Linked DNA regions of Mus musculus: all the other regions are linked to region 1. A link is a contact called in public HiCAR-type and HiChIP or PLAC-seq data. All regions are on one chromosome and are shown on one strand. The core of a region is the stretch at or near the end of the contact, and the rest is flanking DNA. Distances in the headings are between cores, read along the strand shown.

Evidence for each region. HiCAR-type assays count read pairs that join an accessible place to other places. HiChIP or PLAC-seq counts read pairs in DNA pulled down with a chosen protein or histone mark.
Region 2: an H3K4me3 HiChIP or PLAC-seq map of embryonic stem cells shows a contact between it and region 1, with 6 times the contacts expected there. The contact joins the promoter of Gli2 here to the promoter of Ralb in region 1. A contact is called at or near these places in 2 of 39 promoter capture datasets (the SN4741 cell line and embryonic stem cells), 7 of 115 datasets of contacts at active chromatin or transcription factors (astrocytes, embryonic stem cells, fibro-adipogenic progenitors and 1 more) and 1 of 9 other capture datasets (adipose tissue).
Region 3: a contact with region 1 is called in an H3K4me3 HiChIP or PLAC-seq map of embryonic stem cells, with 8 times the contacts expected there. The contact joins the enhancer-like site here to the promoter of Ralb in region 1. A contact is called at or near these places in 9 of 39 promoter capture datasets (the 3T3-L1 cell line, 3T3-L1-derived adipocytes, the SN4741 cell line and 4 more), 1 of 484 Hi-C or Micro-C datasets (embryonic stem cells), 19 of 115 datasets of contacts at active chromatin or transcription factors (differentiating embryonic stem cells, embryonic forebrain, embryonic hindbrain and 8 more) and 1 of 9 other capture datasets (embryonic stem cells).
Region 4: a HiCAR-type map of astrocytes shows a contact between it and region 1, with 3 times the contacts expected there. The contact joins the promoter of Cfap221 here to the promoter of Ralb in region 1. A contact is called at or near these places in 2 of 39 promoter capture datasets (embryonic stem cells and hippocampal neurons) and 4 of 115 datasets of contacts at active chromatin or transcription factors (astrocytes, embryonic forebrain, embryonic midbrain and 1 more).
Region 5: an H3K4me3 HiChIP or PLAC-seq map of forebrain shows a contact between it and region 1, with 5 times the contacts expected there. The contact joins the enhancer-like site here to the promoter of Ralb in region 1. A contact is called at or near these places in 1 of 39 promoter capture datasets (pre-B cells), 4 of 115 datasets of contacts at active chromatin or transcription factors (embryonic limb bud, embryonic stem cells, forebrain and 1 more) and 1 of 9 other capture datasets (embryonic stem cells).
Region 6: an H3K4me3 HiChIP or PLAC-seq map of stem cell-derived neural progenitor cells shows a contact between it and region 1, with 15 read pairs. The contact joins the enhancer-like site here to the promoter of Ralb in region 1. A contact is called at or near these places in 9 of 39 promoter capture datasets (the 3T3-L1 cell line, 3T3-L1-derived adipocytes, frontonasal cranial neural crest and 4 more), 1 of 15 datasets of contacts at CTCF or cohesin (large pre-B cells), 1 of 484 Hi-C or Micro-C datasets (embryonic stem cells), 25 of 115 datasets of contacts at active chromatin or transcription factors (the NIH/3T3 cell line, astrocytes, differentiating embryonic stem cells and 12 more) and 2 of 9 other capture datasets (adipose tissue and embryonic stem cells).

Annotation. Positions count from the first base shown.
Region 1 is chr1:119,503,266-119,506,509 of GRCm38.p6, reverse strand. It overlaps Ralb (v-ral simian leukemia viral oncogene B), which reads left to right and starts at 1,728. Exons shown (of 5, transcript NM_022327.5): 1 at 1,728-1,933.
Region 2 is chr1:119,051,669-119,054,903 of GRCm38.p6, reverse strand. It overlaps Gli2 (GLI-Kruppel family member GLI2), which reads left to right and starts at 1,285. Exons shown (of 14, transcript NM_001081125.1): 1 at 1,285-1,602.
Region 3 is chr1:119,073,327-119,076,432 of GRCm38.p6, reverse strand. No RefSeq gene overlaps it. Among named protein-coding and RNA genes, the nearest start is that of Gli2, 21 kb to the right of the region's middle. Within about 2 kb of position 1,337, at least 12 of the 459 cell types and tissues checked have an H3K27ac peak or open chromatin away from gene starts, as enhancers often do. A contact at or near this core is called in differentiating embryonic stem cells and embryonic stem cells, where this site is marked.
Region 4 is chr1:119,995,400-119,998,730 of GRCm38.p6, reverse strand. It overlaps Cfap221 (cilia and flagella associated protein 221), which reads left to right and starts at 1,499. Exons shown (of 24, transcript NM_001115074.2): 1 at 1,499-1,552. It overlaps Gm33817 (a long non-coding RNA gene), which reads right to left and starts at 1,493. Exons shown (of 3, transcript XR_387317.4): 1 at 584-1,493.
Region 5 is chr1:119,877,823-119,880,718 of GRCm38.p6, reverse strand. No RefSeq gene overlaps it. Among named protein-coding and RNA genes, the nearest start is that of Gm28209, 23 kb to the left of the region's middle. Within about 2 kb of position 1,623, at least 55 of the 459 cell types and tissues checked have an H3K27ac peak or open chromatin away from gene starts, as enhancers often do. A contact at or near this core is called in forebrain, where this site is marked.
Region 6 is chr1:119,096,549-119,099,495 of GRCm38.p6, reverse strand. No RefSeq gene overlaps it. Among named protein-coding and RNA genes, the nearest start is that of Gm41934, 29 kb to the left of the region's middle. Within about 2 kb of position 1,310, at least 12 of the 459 cell types and tissues checked have an H3K27ac peak or open chromatin away from gene starts, as enhancers often do. A contact at or near this core is called in stem cell-derived neural progenitor cells, where this site is marked.

The DNA of each region.
Region 1 (3,244 bases), core at 479-2,978:
TACTGGCTAGCTGGGATCAGAGGTGCATGGAGGCTGAGTGCTCTCTAATTACATGACTGCTGGTTACGTGGAGGAATTCTCCTTCAGCCCATACTTCCTGACTCTGTCAGACTTCAGTGTGATTCTCCCAGGTTATGAACTCTGCAGAGAGCTGTTTGAAAGTGCCTCCTGTACAGTCTGGAGAGATGACTCAGCAGCTAAGAGCACTTGTTGCTTCTGTAGAGGACCCAAGTTCAGTTCCCAACACCCATACGATGGTTCAGAACCCGTAATGCCAGTTCCAGGGGATCCGTACCCTCTCTTGCAGGCACTCAGCACCCATGTGGTGTACATAGATTCAGTGCAGGTAAAACACCATGCACATAGCCAGGCATGGTGTTGCATGCCTTCAATGCCAGTACTAGGAGGCAGAGACAGGCAGATCTTTATGAGTCTGAGGCCAGCCTGGTCTACAAAGTGAATTCCAGGACAGCCAGGGCAGTCACACAGAGAAACCCTGTCTCACACAAAAAACAAAAAACAATAAAATAAGACCACCCCTCCCCTCCCACCACCACCCCCCAAAAAGAGAAAGAAACCCCCATGCACATAAAATAAATCTTTTTTTTTAAGAGCCCTGGCAGTTTTTCTTTCTTTTAAATTTGCGTGTGCAGAGGGAGGAAGGTTGAGAGAGAGAGAGAGAGAGAGAGAGAGAAGAGGGAGTGCACATCAGAGGACAACTTGAGGGAGCCAGTTTTCTCTTCCCATTATGTGGTTCCCAGGGGTCTACAGGGGTCCAAGTCTGTTGAGGCTGTGGGGCTTGTCTCTGCGGGTGTCTTTACCCCTCCAGCCACCTGCTAGCCCAGGGAGACTTGGCTTCTCCTTATGCTGTCAGTGGGAGGACTAGGTCTGTTAGTTGCTGGTATGGAACCATTTAAACAAAGCACAAAAGCCTCTGATATAATATACAAGTATCCTAGTTTAGAATTATCAGCAAGAATAATTACACAGTGCGGGCTACGGTTATCACTGTTTCCCTCCTTAAAGATCAGAAACAAACGTTGAATTATTAATTACCATACAGTGAAAAGCACCAGTTCGTACGGGTGGGTGGGGTATCACACAACTGTGGCAGTGAGAAGTGGCTAATGTTCAGCTGGGAAAATCAACCCTAGTCGAAAACGCGTAAGAAAATAAGCTCCTGAGCGTAGGAGGGTGATGAAGGGCAGCCTGCAGCTTGTAGTTCTTGCCGCTGGCTATAGCTAGGGTTAGGGTTCCTGACCTGGCCTGTGACCTAGGTCAAATTAATAGCTGTAATTCCTTTACTAGTAGGGTGTCATGGGCGAAGCTAGAGGCGATGCCACCTGGAGTTTCCAGTCCCTGACCAAGGGTCTTCAAAGCTGCTTATCACCTTCCACACTAGGGCGCAGGCCACACTTGGCCACACAGTCCTCCTCATTGGCTTCTATCAGCTCAGTCTTTCTTGGCTTTTTCACAACTCTGGCCTGGCTCCGGCTTCCCCAGGAGTGCACCCGCCCACGCCCCGGCGTCCCCAGACCAGTTCCCAAGCTCTGCCACTGCAGCAGCGGTCACGTGCGCGAGTCCGGCTGGGGAGCCGAAAGGAAGGGGGAATGGGTGGGGCCGTTCCGTGGGTGCCACGCCCACACACTCAATGTGTTTTCTCATTGGTGAAGGTTTGGAAGTACCTCTTCGGATTGGTCAATAGGCGTGGCCTCGGAGAACGGAAGGGAGGGCTGCCTCTGGAGAGGACAGGGTTGCCGGGCGGACAGCGGGAACGCGCTCCGGGGGGTGGGGACGCGCGAGCTCACCACTCCTCAATGACAAATCGACTGGGGACAGCTGGGGTCCGGCCCCAGGACGGGGCGGGGCGCTCGTGAGAGCGGCGATTCTGGTTGTGCGCATAGCCAGAGCGGCGGTGGGACGGCTCCCCCAGGTAAGGATGCTGTGCCCCGCAGGGGACCGCAGACGAGGGGTGCGCCCTAGGATAGGGAAGTGAGTACGCTCTCCGCGCGATTGCAGGCCTCCTAGTTCCACGTTGGGAGGGAGGGACACGTCTCATGAAGGACAACGCCCCGGACTGCGCCCCGCTTGGCTTGAAAGGTGTCTTTTGGGAAAGCCGGAGAGACTCCCAGCCGGATCTGGGGGTGCTGAGGACATGGGGGAGGCGCCCCAGTTTCTCTTCCCTTGCTGCCTGTCCTTCCCTTTTTCCACAAATGGCCACTTCCTGCCTTTTCGGGCCTCCCTCCTGAGTTGGTCCACTTCCTCCGTCCCTTTCAGATCCATAAAATGTTGCCCAAACTTCTTTCTTAAAGGTAGGAACTTGTACTTTGGGTGACCTGGGAGCTGGGTTCAAGAAGTTTGTAGGGATTTGTTGGTTGTGAATTACTTTTTGATTCTGTCTTCCAGTTGCCTTTCAGAGTGTGACTAGCATCAAAGGTGGTTTTTAGAAGCACCGTGGCTTGAAGGGTTTTCCTGACCCGGTTCTCTGAGCCAAGTCAGCTCGTGGCTCAGACTTGCTTGTGGCCCAGACTTGAGTGTCCCCAGAGGGCGCGGCACCCACAGCAGGGTCCTTTTTCCTAGAGTTCATTTCCAAGTGAATCCTGGAATCTAGGGATTGGTGTTACCAGGGTGTTCTGGAAGAGGGTCTGGAATGGACTGATAGTTCTTACCCTCACTTGCCTTCAATCCCTGAAGAACAGAGATCCTCTCGCTCTGGCTCTGCTTTCATTTCCTAACCACCTTTCTTAAGTTTGGGTTTATTGAATGATCAAGGCTTATCCTCAGAGGGGCAGGGAGTGTGCTTTGGATGTGCCAAGTGAAGATAGTTTTAATCAGAGCAAGAATCTTACATGTTAAGTCTCAGAACATGTCAAAGTGGCGCCGCTTAAGCCTGGATTGAGGTGGTGAAATTGTGAGAGCCATAAAGGGAGGTGCTGAATATTGAGAAGGAGGTGTGAGCCAAGGTTGATCCTGGTTTTGGAACTTTGTGTGTATGAGACATGATCTTTTGTAGCGCAGGCTGGCCTGGAACTTGATAGATAGCTAGAGTGACCTTGAACATGTGACGTTCCTGCCTCTACCCCTTGAGTGTTGTGATAACTGTATTCTACCATGCCTGGTCCATGCAGTGGTGGGGCTGGAACTCTGGGCTTCCTATATGCCCAAGAACTCTACCAGCAGAGCCAAATCCCCAGCCTGGTTCTGGAATTTTCTTAGTGCCGTGGTCTAGAGGAGGCCCTTTGTC
Region 2 (3,235 bases), core at 36-2,535, 450 kb after region 1:
CAAGTTTCTAAGCGTCCTCAGGCATCAGTCACTCCACCTTTAAAAGGAGGATACCCTATGGCAGGCTAAGCAATACAAAGGAACTAGACCTCAGGAAGAAATATAAAGAAGTCCCGCGGGCAGCTTTCTAAGAGCAGAGCCCAGGAGAGGAAGCTGAGTCCCATGGCTTGGGAGGGCACGGCCATTTGCTGCCTGCTTGCTTCTTGGAGTGGACAGTTCTGGACTGTATGGAAAGCCGGGGCTACTTAAGCAAATGCTTTCATGAACAGCCTCATCTACACTTTGGCCTGCAACTTCGGTGAGCCTAATTCTTCCTTCTCCCTCTGATTACTTCCATCTGGCTGCAGCAGCTTCAATGGAGTCTCCGGGATTAAAAAAAAAAGAGAAAAAAAAGAAAAAGAAAAAGAAAAAGAAAGAAAGAAAGAAAGAAAGAAAGAAAGAAAGAAAGAAAGAAAGAAAGAAAGACCCCTCTCACTGCAAAACATAAGCAGCAAGCCTAAGGTTGGCGTCACTTGTCGCCGGCGTGCTCTCAGATGGCGGCGTGAGCGAGCCATGGCGAGGGGCGCCTGGGACCCCGGGCACCTGCACTAGCTGCCCGGGCGACGAGGGCCTGCGTGAATCCAGTCTTGCTTCCCAACCCACGTGTCTTCCTTCTGCTACGGCGCACAGAGGATCCGGGAGTTTTGGGAACAACCAGCGGAGGGCTGAGGGGGTTGGGAAGAAAGGGGGAGTTCAGATATTGAAACCAGCAGTCGCAGCGCCCGAGCTCCGGAGCTCATCTGACTTGAGTTAGCAACCCCCCAACCCGGCGCCTTAGAAAAAGTGTTTGAGACTGGCGTGTGCTCCTGTAGCTGGAACTTTCTGGTAGGGGTGCTTTATTTCCTCCGAACTGGGTTGGAAGAATCTGCGATAGTCCCAGCTCTTCTCCTCCAGAGTGGCGTCTGGGTCGTCACCCCCCACCCCCACTCCCTAACTCCTGGGTTCTCTGGTCCCCCGCTGGAACTTTCCGAAGGGGTGCTTTCCTTGCTGGAGCTGAGGTGGGGGAGAGTCTGTGTTCGCCCGCTGGCAATCCCCCTCCAGGGTGGTGTCCCCCCACCCCCAGCCTCAGAGGCAGGGTGCACGCGGCGGGGCGGGCAAGCTAAGGACGCGACGATCAGGGTTTGCCCAAGCTCAGCGCGCGGGGGCGCTGCGCCATCCCAGAGACGCTGATGGATTGCATGAGTGCCGGCGTTCGCCAGCCGAGGCAGCACGGCTCCGCGGACTTTTTTTCAAACTCCTCTCATCAATGAGACTTCGAGGAGGAGCGGGAGGCGGCGGCGGCGGCTACAGAGGACGCGGAGGAAGGCGAGGAGGAGCCAGAGGAAGGAGCACGGGTCGTGCGTAGCATCGCAGCCGCCCGGAGCTGCTGGCCTGGTGTCCTTAGGGACTGCCCGAGTCCCCCGCCCGCCTTGGTCCCCTCCTCTGCCTGGCCAGCCCCGCCCCGGCAGCCGGAGCCCCCGCACTCGGCAGCCCCACTCCAGCCAAGTTGGGATGGGGCCCTGCAACCACTGCCCGGCGCCCGAGAGGCCACCTGCATGCTAGAGGCAAACTTTTGTCTCCTCGGTAAAGTTGCATTGGCCTTCCCACCCTTCCTTTTTTCTTTTCTTTCTTTCTTTCTTTTTTTTTTTTTCCTCCCCTTACTCTTGGTGGCGAAGCACTTCCTAGCCTGGCCAGCTTCGGCTGAGATGCTGTGGCGGTCTTGGAGTGTCTCTCATCCGTTTACCGGAATCGAGATCGTGACACTGATTTTAGGGGGGCCGGCTAAAGAAGGCAACCCTGATTAGTGCCCTGGTCCAGCAGCGGCAGGGCTTAAGGAGGATCTTGGGGATCAGAACTCGTGGCCGGGGTCGATTTTATTACCACAGCCCTCCACTTGAGGGGAAGTGCTTCTTGTTCTTGGGTTGCTCGGGTAGGCCGGTCTTTGACCGGTGGTACCGCTTGGAGCCTGGAACTGTTTGGGGGCGACGTGGGGGCTGGGGTGCGCCGAAGCTCCCTTAGATGGGCAGCTGGGAGCGCGCCTGTGGGACTGTGCGGTGTGCTGCAACCGCCGCCGGCCACTTGGAAACTTGCAACTCTACTTCTCCGCGCTGCGAGTCCGCGTCCAGGAGCCAGTCTTTTCTTTCTTCCTTCTTTCCCTCTCGTTGAACCCTGTTGCCCCTTCCCTCCGCCGCCAGTCTCTGGACCTCGGTTCTGGCTTCCTTACCTTTCTCTCTTATCCTAGGTCTCCAGATCCCCTTGACTTCCAGAATGGATCCACGCGTAATCCTTCGCCGAGGGATCGGTTCCCCCTACTCCTCGCTTTCATCCTAGCCCCCACTTAACACCCCCCAAGCAATCTCTCAACAAGTATATTTGCTGAGGAATTTGAAAAATCCACTACTGCAACTTGATCTGTGTGTGATGGATGAGGAGCGGCGCGGACAGAGTTGGGCGCCAATCCTATTAAGGGTTTAGAGAGAGGGGAGCGTTTTTTTTCCTCCGGGATTGGGGGTGGGGGGAGGGACCGTGTGCTTGAGTGAGTTCGAGAGGGCTCCCGCCGCGCCGGGAGCTGGAAGTCCACCCAACTGGGCTCCTTTTCAGCCCGGCAGCAATTGCTCTCATTTCCTAGGAAACCTGACTTTTAGAGCTTGAGGACACTAAGGATGGAGCCCTTGCGCTTCACCTCGAGTGACCTGGCTACAGAGACGCAAGGAGTTTGTGGGGATCCCCCAGGGCGCCTCTCCTTCCAGGCTTTGTGTGTGTGTCTGTGTGTGTAACTGTCCTGTGATTCCCAGAGCCGATCCCAGTTGGAGCAGGGGTAGGAGAGACTTCTCTTGGTAGTCTCATCCTTCAGAGACTGGGAAGGGATGGGTTCTGTACCTCTCTGTTCCCCAGCTGGGGCATCCTTCATCTTGCTGTTCGGTGGCCGCACGATGTCCTGGGCCCCTTGCCCCTCCGCCCTCGCTGGGCGTGTAAAGGTTTAATCCCCACAGCTTCAGATAAAGGGAACAGTTGTAAAACGCTCATATGCTGTTTGCAGACGAGGCTCTGGGGGATGTTGGAGAATTTGAAAGTAAACGTTTCCCTCGCAAGCGGCATAAAATAGTGTTTAAACAAATATTGTATTGGCATGCTCCGGGGGCTCGGTGCCAAAAAAGAAAAGTAAATAAACGGTGAAATCCAAAATATACAGCACGGGGGGGATAGCGGGCAGAAT
Region 3 (3,106 bases), core at 88-2,587, 430 kb after region 1:
TAGATAGATAGATAGATAGATATTACAAATTTTAAGTTTAAAAACTAAGCAAGACAAAACACTGTAGGAAGGGCTGTAGTAAGGAATGAATAAGTGAGGTTAGAAAATACCCCAGTGTTGGTCCTTAAAAGCCAAGGTTTTGTTATGCGGAGACCTCAGCTCCCCCACCTACCATCTTTTGAATTCTCTGGGCACCTGCCTCAACCAGTGTCACCCCAAAGGACAGAGCACATCTGAGGTTTGCATGGTAGGAAATCCTGCAGGTCTGTCAGCAAGACAAAGGGTTTTTAATTAAGCACTAATGGCTTTGGGTCCCCCTCCCCTCAAATCCCTATCTTGGGTGTGCCCCCCCCCACAAGGCTTTCTGGATCTGGGAAGATCTAAGAGTTCCAGCAAGAGGAAGAGGGAAGGAGGGGGCAGGGCTGGCTGTAAGACACTGGGGACCGACTTTCCATCCTCACTCTGGCTTTAACTTGAAGCACCCTCTCACCAACCTATTTATTGCGCTCTCTGCCTGAGGTCTCCTCCTCCTCCTCCTCCTCCTCCTCCTCCTCCTCCTCCTCCTCCTCCTCCTCCTCCTCCCCCTCCTCCTCCTCCTCCTCCTCTCCCCTTTCCCCCTCCCCCTCCTCTTCTTTCCATCCTTTCTGTCTTGTTCAGGTAGCAGAGGGTGGCCTCAGTTCGATCTAGGTCTGACCTTGAACTTGCGATCCTCCTGACTCCACCTCCTAAATACCAAGATTCCCGGAGTGCACCGCAGCCACAGTCAGTTAGTCTGTGGCCTCCTGCTCGCTAGGTGAGACCCACTAGCTGAGCCACACCCTCAGTTCTGGGCCAGCTTTTCTAAATTAACCCCTGCCTGTGGTATCCGACCCAGCAACGCCTCCACCTTCAGGTCCTGTCCTGAACTATCTTACCACATCTGTGCACCCAAGAATGGTCTTGCAGCCATGGTACTGTAGCTGTGAAACCCCAGCCCTCGGGAGGCTGAGGCAGGAAGGTTGTTGTTAGTGAGTTCCAGTCCAGCTTGTGCTACAGACTGAGACCTCATTTACACAGAAAAGTACGTTCTTTGCAAGTGTCTGTATGGCTAAACACAGACACACCCTAAATACCTCTCCCCAGCAGATTCGTCAAACGCGATGCAGCAGCAAGTATATAGCCTTACTGTGGAATTGCCACCAAGGAAAGCTTTTGAGGAAGAAGGAAGTTTTGGAACTGTATGCTCAATGGCATGGGGCTTCTCTGAGAAGGAAGGTGGGAAGGACATTTTAGAGGCAGGGACTTCCTGGAAGGAGTGGCAAATACTTCAGCTGACCCGGGAAGGAGAAAGCAGAGATGGGGCCCCCTAGTGGAGAAGGGGTAAAGAGAGGGAGTCATCACCCTAAGCTGGGAGAGGGAGATAACATCTCTAAGGTAACCAGTGACTGGAAAGGTCTGATGATGTGTAATTGACAACCCAGAGCAGACAGACCCAGACAGACCCAGACAGAGCAGTATCGTCTGCCTCTACCCGGGTCATCAGAAAGAAAGGTGCAGAGAACCATTAGACAATGAAAATAGCACTTTTGGTGAGATTGTCCACAGTGCCCAGCTGATGCTGCACCGTCCTTTAGCCACAGGACATTTTTAAAAAATATTTTTATTAGGTATTTTCCTCATTTACATTTCCAATGCTATCCCAAAAGTCCCCCATACCCTCCCCCCCACTCCCCTACCCACCCACTCCCACTTTATGGCCCTGGCGTTCCCCTGTACTGGGGCATATAAAGTTTGCGTGTCCAATGGGCCTCTCTTCCCAGTGATGGCCGACTAGGCCATCTTTTGATGCATATGCAGCTAGAGACAAGAGCTCCGGGGTACTGGTTAGTTCATATTGTTGTTCCACCTATAGGGTTGTAGATCCCTTTAGCTCCTTGATTACTTTCTCTAGCTCCTCCATTGGGGCCCCTGTGATCCATCCAATAGCTGACTGTGAGCATCCACTTCTGTGTTTGCTAGGCCGCGGCATAGTCTCACAAGAGACAGCTATATCTGGGTCCTTTCAGCAAAATCTTGCTAGTGTGTGCAATGGTGTCAGCGTTTGGAAGCTGATTATGGGATGGATCCTCGGATATGGCAGTCTCTAGATGGCCCATCCTTTCGTCACAGCTCCAAACTTTGTCTGCCACGGGACTTTTTAGAACATCAAGGAGATCCTGGGTACTGCCCAGCCTTGGGCTGCAATTGTGGATGGCTGCCATCTGCCGCCTTCGTGATACCATAGATGACTTCAGCAGTGGAGCTGGTTAAGAAGCAACAAGAGAAAATATGTGTAGAGAAGATCACCTGACCAAAACGAAACAAAGAACTAAGTGGGGCTGAGGGTGTGGCTCAGGTGGTAGCATGCTGGCCCAGCACACCCAGATTCGTAAACTAAGCCTGGTGGTCCAGATCTGTAATCTCCGTGTTCTGGAGGTGGAGACACGAGGATCAGAAGTTCAGGGTCATCCTTGGCTACATAGCAAGTCACATAGCCTGTGCTATGTGAGACTCTGTCAGAAAAGAAAAGGAAAAAAGAAGGGAAAAGAGGAGGAGAAAGGGGAGGAGGAGGGGGAGGACTATGGCATGTTTCCTGTCTTGAAGTCAGGAAGCCAACAGAAAGACACATCAAGAGATCTTCAAATGCAGTTGAGTGTGTCAGGGAGCCATGTGATGACAGCATCTTTGGTAGAGGGTGTCCGTCAAGCCACTAGAAGGTTTGTTCTTGTCCAGGAGGGCTTCTTGGAGGAAAGACAGTTTAAGATATCTTCCTGATTAAGATACTGTGTTTGCTTAATCTCTGTACGTATGAAAAATACCAGCAGGTCACAGGTACTTTATTTGCTACTGTGACAAAATGACAAGAAGAGCAACTTGAGGAAGGAAGGAAGGAAGGAAGGAAGGAAGGAAGGAAGAAAGGAAGGAAGGAAAGAAGGAAGGGTCCTTTGGCTCTCAGTTGGAGGTTTCAGTCCATCCTGGCACAGGAGAACAAGGCAGCTGACCACAGTGCATCTGAAAGTAAGAAGCAGGGAAGTAAATGTGGGTGCTTAGCTCCCACTTTTAAACTTTGGTCCTGGACTCCAACCCA
Region 4 (3,331 bases), core at 250-2,749, 490 kb before region 1:
CCTGTGATCCATGCTGGGGGAAGGGGCGTTAGAGCTGGCAGGTGGATTTAAGGATCAAACTAAGGTCATGAGGTTTGGAAGCAAGCACACTTAACCACTGAGCCACCCTTCCGGTCCCGAGATGAGGTTGTTTTATAGGCAGGAATGTTGATGAGAGGGAAAAGGGGAACCAAACCAAATTAACAAAAAACAATGAACTTTCCAGTGGGGGAAAGGGTTACATCTAGCACATAGGTGTAGAAGTGGACAGCAGACAGGAAGTTAGACACTGTCTGGACTCTATAGTCCAGTCTCCTCACGTATGCCTGTAAATAACGTCAAGCTTCATGTCATACAGACGAAGAGAGACCAGAAGAAAAGCTGGAAAGAGTTTTGAATGGACGCTGTAAACTTCCAATGATTTTGGATTAAACTTAAAGTCTTGTCCACAAGTGAGGAATTCAGGCCTGGTGCTGTGAACCCAGTCAAAAGCTGGTGCCTGCTGGGTCATCACTCTAAGAACCTACTACTGATGCTAAGCCACATGTTGCCAAACAGCCTTCTAAATACATATGCTTATACCATGGATTAGTAGAGCCTTTACCTTGCTTGGCCAGAGAAGTTGCTCTCCATACTAGGCACCGGTTTATGCAGTTTCATAAGTAGGCAGAGTGCTTAGAATAAATGTCTATTGAATGCTCAGCTTATATAGAACATATCAACCCAACGCTAAAGGAAAATCAAAGAAGTGGGGGGTGGGGTAGGGGGAGAGTGAAGAGCCAGAGGAAGGGAAGAGTGCTATGAAATGCTGTCTTCTGGCTATGACGTGCCATTGCATGGTAAACTCCCTGGTTATCTGAGCCAGACCTGCACAAGGTCAGGTCAGCATTCCGGCAGGGGGCACTAACTGGAATCAGTGGATTATTAACAAAAGAGAAGATGGTGTGGCGGGGGAGGGGCTGGATTGAGGGTTCTTGATCCAGGCTGGGGTGCATATAATCGAGATACATTGTTTACATGTACAAAACTGTCAAAGAAGAAATAAAAGATAAACTAGTTTTTAAAAAAATATGCAAGAGAATGTGGAAATTTCTTCAAAATAGTAGAAAGTTCAAGCGAAACTCAATTGGCTGAAATTTAACCATGGTTGCAGCGGGAGAAGGGGAGCTTCTTTTGCTGGTGTACGAACTTTATCATATATCAAAGTGTAAAACTGGGAGGGGATAAAGGGGGAGCCTGGACAGGAGGTCCCGCCCACTGTGCCGGCGCCCTGCCCAGAGCTGCTCAGGCAGACTGCCCAGCCCTCAAAGTGCCCTAACTTTCTCTGCTCCTCTGGGAATCCATTAGTTTTCCACATAGTAAGTGGCGCTCTCTGGTCTTTCTCAGGCTCCGCATACTGTTCAGAACCCAAAGAAGTTAACCCTCGTCCCAGAATAGAAACCGCCCAACTTCCCCCCATGTTTGCGGGCCGTTTGGGCGCGTCCCCCAGCACATCTTGGGAAAGCGTCCGCGTTGTCATGGCGACGCTGTGAGTAGGTTCCTGCGCGCCCGCCCCGGAACTATCGTCTGCAGGGTAAGAGGCTTCAGATTTGTGACTCGAGTGTCCCAAGGTGGTCGCCAAGCTACTAAAGCAGCGGGAACCCCCAGGCAGATCTCCTAGATGTTCATCTAGGGATCGGGTCCGGGTGGGGGCGAGGTGAGACCCAAAGAAAAGATGGTGGTAGGAATGAGCCTGCATTCTACCTACCACTTTAGAATGAGTTGGCATGAAAGAAGAGGGGATTAGCCAGGGTGGGGCCCAGTCCAACTTGACCCTACCAGAAACACAATGGGTCCAAGAGCAACAGGGTTGGGGGGGGGTGGGGGGGGGAGTTGGGGCAGGTATTGGAAGGCAGAGAGGGCCGGGAAGGGGGTCTGGGGAGGACTGTGTTAAGCGGATTCCTTAGGCTGTGTTGAGGATTGTGCAACCTTTGCTATTCAACCGGACGCTTGGGGAGAAGACAGCCCAACTTATTTCTGGAAATAGTTGTTACGCAGCTACTGTACAGACAACCTCAACCTCAGGGTATCTCTACTTTCTCTTGTGTCTTCTCGAAAGCTATGGAACTTCTCCAAGGGAAAAAGAGTAAAACTCATAGACGTGTATTCTTGATTTTACCTTCAACTTCAGGGGATTCCCCAAGCAGCCCCTGGCTTGTTTGAAGGAGTCAAGAGTTGTGGGTGATATAGAAAGTGTGGGATTGGGAGCCAGTGAGACGGATCAATAGGTGAATGTGCTTGCTTTGCAAGCCGGATGACCCGAGTTCAATCTCCACAACCCACACAAGAGTGGGAGGAGCCAACCAACTGCACAGAATAGTTGTCCTCTGACCTCCACACGTGCACTTTCTGCTCCCCACCATCCCCACAAAATAATAAAGGCTTTTAAAATGTGGAATGTGTAAAGTTCTCTTTCAAGGCAATAATGTTAATAAATGACGTCTAAAAGAGTAATTGAGAAAGAATGTTAGAGGGGGCTGGGAATGGGTGTTTATGAGGAAAGTGGAGTTTCCAACGACTGTCAACTGAAAATAGCCTTGACCCTGAGTCCTAGGCATGTCCCAGGTCTCTCTGATACAGCCACCTCCAGGCTCTGTCACCCCTCTATCACCTCCTATTAGCAGACAGGTCCAGAAGGTGACATATGAATGCCTGTGTCTTGCAAACACTCAATATGTTCAAGGGACCCTTGTTCACATCTCTGTGAATGTGATATGCAGACATATCAAAAAGAAGACTTTTAGCTGTCAATCTAGAATTATCTAGATCTAGAATCATCTGGGAAGAGTCTGAATGAGGAGTTATCTAGATCAGATTGGCCTCTGGGTATGTGGGTTGGTTGTTAATTGGTGTGAGAAAACTTGGCCTTCTGTGGGCAGCGCCATGCCCTAGGCTCTGTACGTTGTGAGAGTTCCGGAAGAAAGCTAGGAAGCAAAGGCAACAGCTAGCATGGGGGCTTTCGTTTCTCTCTACATTTGACTGCAGGTGTTAATGTGACTAGTTGAGTTCCTGCCTCAGTTTTCCCTTGATAATCTGGAGTTGTAAGCCCAGATAAACCCTTTCCTCCCCTACACGGATTCTTTTTGACAGGATATCTTGTCATTAACAACAGAAAACTAGGGCATTTTCCATATTTATTAGCCCTTGAGAGTTCTTTCTTTCTCCCCACCCCCAACCCCATGTGCCCCAGAAGTATCTCAGGAACACATTTTAGAAAAGCTTGGGAGAGTCATGGGAGAGTCTGGAGCGTGTTGCCATATTGGGTTATGGTGTGTGATGTCAAATGATTAATGAGGCAGCCCTGTGTGGGAAT
Region 5 (2,896 bases), core at 374-2,873, 370 kb before region 1:
AAAAATGGCTGGGTGTGGTGGCTCAGGCTTGTAATTACAGACCTAGAGAGGCAGAGACATGTGTATCCCTGGAACTCACTAACCTAGCCTACTTGGTGTGTTCTAGGCTAGTGAAAAACTGTCTCCAAAAAAACCCAAAGTAGGTGTGATGAGATGATTAGGCAAATAAAGGTCCTACAGATTGTTCCTCTGAACTGCACACACACACACTCACACACACACTCACACACATACATACACACACACACTCTCACACAAACACTCATACACACACATACACACACACACACACACTCTCACACACACACTCACACACAGACACACACACACATACACACCATGACACAGACACACACACACTCACACACACAGACTCTCTCACACACACACACACTCACACACAAACATACACACACATACACACACACATACACAAACACACCATGACACAGTAAATAAATAAACAAATAAATGTAATGAAATCTTTTTAAAAGGTGTCTTTATCCGTCTGTATGTGTATGTGTGCTTGCTGCATGAGTTTATGTGTACCACAGGCTTGCAGATGCTCGAGGACCCCCTGCATACAGAGTTACAAGTTGCCTGATGTGGATGCTGGGGGTCCAACTTGGGTCCTGTATAAGAGCAGTAAGTGCTCTAGACTGCTGAGCCATCTCTCCAGGCCCTCATATTTTTTTTTCAAAGATTAAAACCCAAAAGGTAGTTGGCACCTAAGGAACAACAGCTGAGGTTGTCCTCTGGTGTCCCTGTGCAGGCGCACCTGCATATGTACAAACAAGCACATCCATGCACATAAACACACACAAACACGCATAGGCAAGCATAGCGTCTGACATAACACAGACATAACTTAAGTGTACAGGGTGCATGCACACAACGGGCACACATCTAAAGGCACAGTGTTTGACACACAGTGAGTATGCAGGTGTACTGTCTTCCCCAGGCTCTGCCGAGCTTCAGCAAGTGGCCTGTAGCCCTTCATCTCTGATAGTCCTTTGTGTGTGGTGAGCATTTAATAGATACTGAAAGTATGGCCAAACGAGTAGTCCTCTGAGTTATCAGACTCTTTTCTCCTCCCTAATACTAAGAAGCATTGGAAAAACAGCATAGCCCATTCTTGCTTTGATGCTAGCAGTATTTTCAGACACTGAATCTGAATTTCAACTATCACAAGTGTGTGACCTTCATTTCCACACAGCTGTGGTCCTCTTTGATTTTGATTTTCTCTTCCTGTTTTCTTGGTTCTCTTTATCTCCTTTTGGTTTTGTTTTCTCGGTGTACTGGTTCTAAGTGTCCATGGTATACGCTACACTTGTAGAGAGAGATGGAGGGAAAACAAGCATGAAGGCAAATGAGATCTTAGCTTAACTACGGACCCTGAGGACGCATTGAAGCCTTTCCTCCATTAGCAAGTGAGTTTCTTACCATGCTGGTGCAGTTCGTACCAGACTTTCCAGCAGGCCTTGTTCCAAGGGGCCATGAATGCCAACGGGGTACTGTGGCCTAAAAGATGTCCACAAAAAAGGCCTCTTTTAGAAGGCAGCCCACATTGCACAGTTGGCAAATGCTAAGCCGAGCGTTCCCCCAGCTTCCAGAGGGAAATGAAAGACGCTTTCCCCATAGCTTCTCTTCCAAGCTCTTACAGCTGGAAGGGCAGGGGAGCCAAGTTCCGCCCTTTTCAGTGTGGGTTGTCACTAGCATGCCAGGATTTTCTGATAGATTAGCCAAACACCCAACACAAGAGAAAGGCCTATCACGCATCTTTCTGCTTATCCATCATTAAATGCTCCATTTCACCCCAAAGAACCTGACTTTTCCTTTTTGCCTTCTGCCATAGCTCAAAAACACCACTGAGGAGATATTTCTTCTAAAAGCTGACAGAGGGACTTGGAAGAAAGTAGTGGGGGGTCCCAAGCAGACCTCTTATTTGTAACTCTGCACCCGAAGGTCTCTGTGATTCTTAGAATCTGCGAGGGTTTTCTAGGATCACTGCTGAATTTTTCCTGACTGAGACGTAGATGCCCAGAGGACTAAAGTGGCACATCCAAGGTCATAAGCCTGGCATAGGGGAGGGCTAAGGCTAGAGCTGGCCTATATGTATATGCATGTGTGCGTTTGAGGGGGTGTGGGGATGCGATGTGTGTGTGTGTGTCTTTGGGGGGTGGAGGGAGAATAAAAGGGCAAGGGAGAAAGACAGAGAGTGCAAGCAAGAGTGCATGTGAGCTCATGAGCACGTGGGCACGTGGAGCCAGACATTTACTTCCTGTATCTTTCTCAGTTGCTCTCCACCTTATTTTATGAGACAGGGTCTTTCACTGAACAGGTTTACTCACCAGTTGATAGACTTGCTAACCAGAGAGATCCAGGAATCCACCTGTCTCTTCCCTGGGTGCTGGAGCGACTGATGTGTGGCCACATCCACTTTTCCATGGCTGTTGGGGATCAGGTCTTCATACTGTTTCAAGCCTGTACTTTACCTGATGAGCCATTTACCCAGCTCCAGGTCATACATTATATATATATATATATATGTACACACACACATATATACATAAATATGTGGGTGTGGGTGTGGGTGTGGGTGTGCGCGCGTGTGCATGCAAGTCTATGGTGCATTTTCTTGATTGATGACTGATGTTGGAGGACTGAGCTCACCGTAGGCAGTGACTCCTCTATGGCTTCTATATCAGTTCCTGCCTCCTTGTTCCTGCTTTGAGTTCCTGCCCTGACTTCCCTGGATGATGGTCTGCAATCTATAAGATGAAGTGAATCTTTTTTTCTCCCCAAGTTGCTTACGGTCATGGTATCTTATGACAGCAATAGAAAAGCCTAGCTAAGATGGCATAGTTATCCTCAGACTCTCTGAAATGGTTTTGTG
Region 6 (2,947 bases), core at 61-2,560, 410 kb after region 1:
GATGTTCCCCCCTCCCCTCCTCTGCTTCTGGCCATAGTCTCTTTTCTTAAAGCTGTGATCAGCCAGCCACTCTAGCATCACAAGGGCAAGAGAGACATGTGCTGGGGTCTGGGCTCAGGTCCCACCTACCTGTCTCCTCTGACTGGACCTCCCCATTTTGTGTTTGCAACGTGGAGCAGACTGAGGAATAGCAGGCTCAGGAGATAGCTCAGTAGGCAGGCTTCCTTGCCTGAGTTGTGCTCCCTCAACCAATGTAAAAGGCTGGGCATGGCCCCGTGTACCTGTTACCCAAGCACTTGGAAGATGCAGAGACTAGAAGACCTTTGGAGTTTGCTGGCTACCAACCTAGCTCCAAGTTCAGTAGGAGACCTTATCCTAAGAGAATAAGACAGAGTGTGATAGCAAAGGAACCTGGTGTTCGCCTCCAGCTCCAGCACAGACAAGAACACATACACCCCCACATACATGTGAATACATTATACAAGCATGTGCACATGCGTGGGAACACACATATATCCACACTAGCTTTGGGGCCCCCTAAACTCCTGTAACACAGCTTTAGACCCAAATAGCAAACTGGGAGCCTCAGTTGCCCTATGATACCCCCCTCCAAGATTGAGAAAATGGATGTCAAGTGACTGTGTAGAATCTTCCCGTTCCGTGACAAGGAAACAACATGGCTGCTTGTTGCAGTCAGTGCTCCCAGCATGAGACCCCCAGGTCAAGACCTTCTGTTTTCACCAGAAGACCCCATCAAACACCAAGCCTCCAGGTGAAGAAAGGGATTATCAGAGAAGACAAATGACTTGCCCCAATGTCACCAGCTGCCAAGTGGCAGAGCTGGCTGTGATTCCAGATTGGAGTCCCCCCTGCCCTCAGAAACAAGCCATCCTCAACCTTTTTCTTTAGGGAGCACTGGAGGACTGATTGACCCCTTGGGCTCCTTACTCCCTAGTCTCGGCTTGTCTTCAGCCTCTCTGGTCCCCATCCCTTCCAAACCTCAAGCTCGGAACAGGAGTCTGTCCAGATGGGCGTTTGCTTGCCAGCCCCACCTCCAGCCGTGTGACCCTCCTAATGCCAAGGGCCACCAAACACACGGGGGCCAGAGAAGGTCTCCAGGCAAAACCAGGACAGGAGCCAAACAGTGGCTCTGCCCTTCTCTCACAACGGTGGCTCTGGGCTGGGCACTGCCCTGGGAGCCAGAAGGAGAGGCGGTGCTGTCCCTGGCTGATCCCCGGTGCACAGGTGTTCTCTACAGCCCAGGGAAGGGAGGAGGGGGGCTGGGCAGCAAGGCCGCAGGCGAAGAGCTGCGAAGAACTATCTGTTGTTTCCTCCTCGGGCTCCGGGAACAATTCCCCTTTGAGCTTCTTGGCTGAGGTAGCTGAGAGAGTCTTTCTCCAAGGCTGATCTTGACAGATTGATTTATCTGTTTCGGTAACTTGGCCTTCCTGAGAAAGTGAGGCTCTGAGCCAGGCTGCCTGGGGACCAACCTGGGGAGCTGGAGAGCCTGCTCTTTGGGCTCAAGAGCAGACCCTGGGTTCCTCTCCCTGCCCTTACTGGAACCAAGGAGGTGAGGGGCATTTCACCAACTGCAGCCTGGCATCTATAGGCAGGTGGCTCCACCTCAGTTCCCCAGCCCCTGCTCACACGTGGGTGTCTTTGGTCCCATTTTATACCTGGGAAGATCACTACCCAGGACCATAGGGAACAGAGGTAGAGAACCGGACAGGAACTCAGAGCTCTGCTTCCTCCATATCAATCCTCATCTGCCTCAAAGAGGACCTTAAACTTGAACCTCAGAGGGAAGCTTACCAGCATGGCCTCCCCAGCTGGGGCCCGGCCCTCCTGCCTGCCCTTCCCAACGTTCCCTGACTTAAGCTTCATGCTCCAGCCCAGACTTGCTTTGCCTTAGCGCGCGCGCACGCGCGCACACACACACACACACACACACACACACACACGCCCCATGCATACCCACTTGCTTGTCTCCCATCATTCTGTCCACACCCCAGGCAAGGCCAGGCACTGAGGGAGGGTTCCTATATGTTGGGAAAGGAAGGAGGGAGGAAATGAAAGATTGGAAGGAAGGAGAGAGGGTGAGAGAAGAGAGAGGAGGGCAAGGAAAGGTGTGAGGGGAGAAGGGGGAGGAAGGACAGAGAGAGTGGAAGTGACATCCCAGAATCCCTGAGCCCACCATGACGTCTGTACACTGGCTGCCTATAGCTTAAGTATCATGTTTAAGAGACAGGAAAAGAGCCCGATGCTGTCTTGAGTGGAGTCCTTGGACTCTGTCCTGAGTTTGGATACTGGTGTGAGGACAGGAAGCTGCCGTTTCTCTTTCCTCTGCACACACCCTAGCTGCCCTGGGCTATGGTCTGAAGTCTAGGCAGCCTCAAGTCCGTCCAGCCGAACTGCTGAGCTGAGGGTGTCACTCTGCCCACTTCCTGTCTGAGCAATGACATTGCAGGGTCAGGGGCACCTGGGACTGGCTGCCTGTTGCTCTCCTCTCTAATCCCAAACTGAATAGCCTGAGATGGTTTTAGCAGAGCCCCAGTCCTGCTCCAGCCACCTCTGTAGGAATCCACAGTCCCTCCTCAGAGGGGACACACTCATCCACAATGCCCTTTGACTCCATCAGCAGTGAGCTGGGTCCACAGCCACAGGCCTGGCAGAGCCCTCAGGCCCCCAGAACCCGGCCTGCTTGCTTCAACCTCCTGCACAGACCTAAGCTTTATTTCTGAAAGGGGAGTTCTCTGGGTAGCCAAAGCTGACCTCAAGCTGATATCCTCCTGTTTTTAACCCGGAGTAGTTGCCACGCCAGCTACAGCATGACCAGCTTTTTGGAGGTGTGTGTGTGTGTGCGCGCGCGCACAAAAACAAAAACAAAAACAAAAAATGAACTCTATCAGATGAGCCCACAGCCACGACATGCACCATGCATTCATAC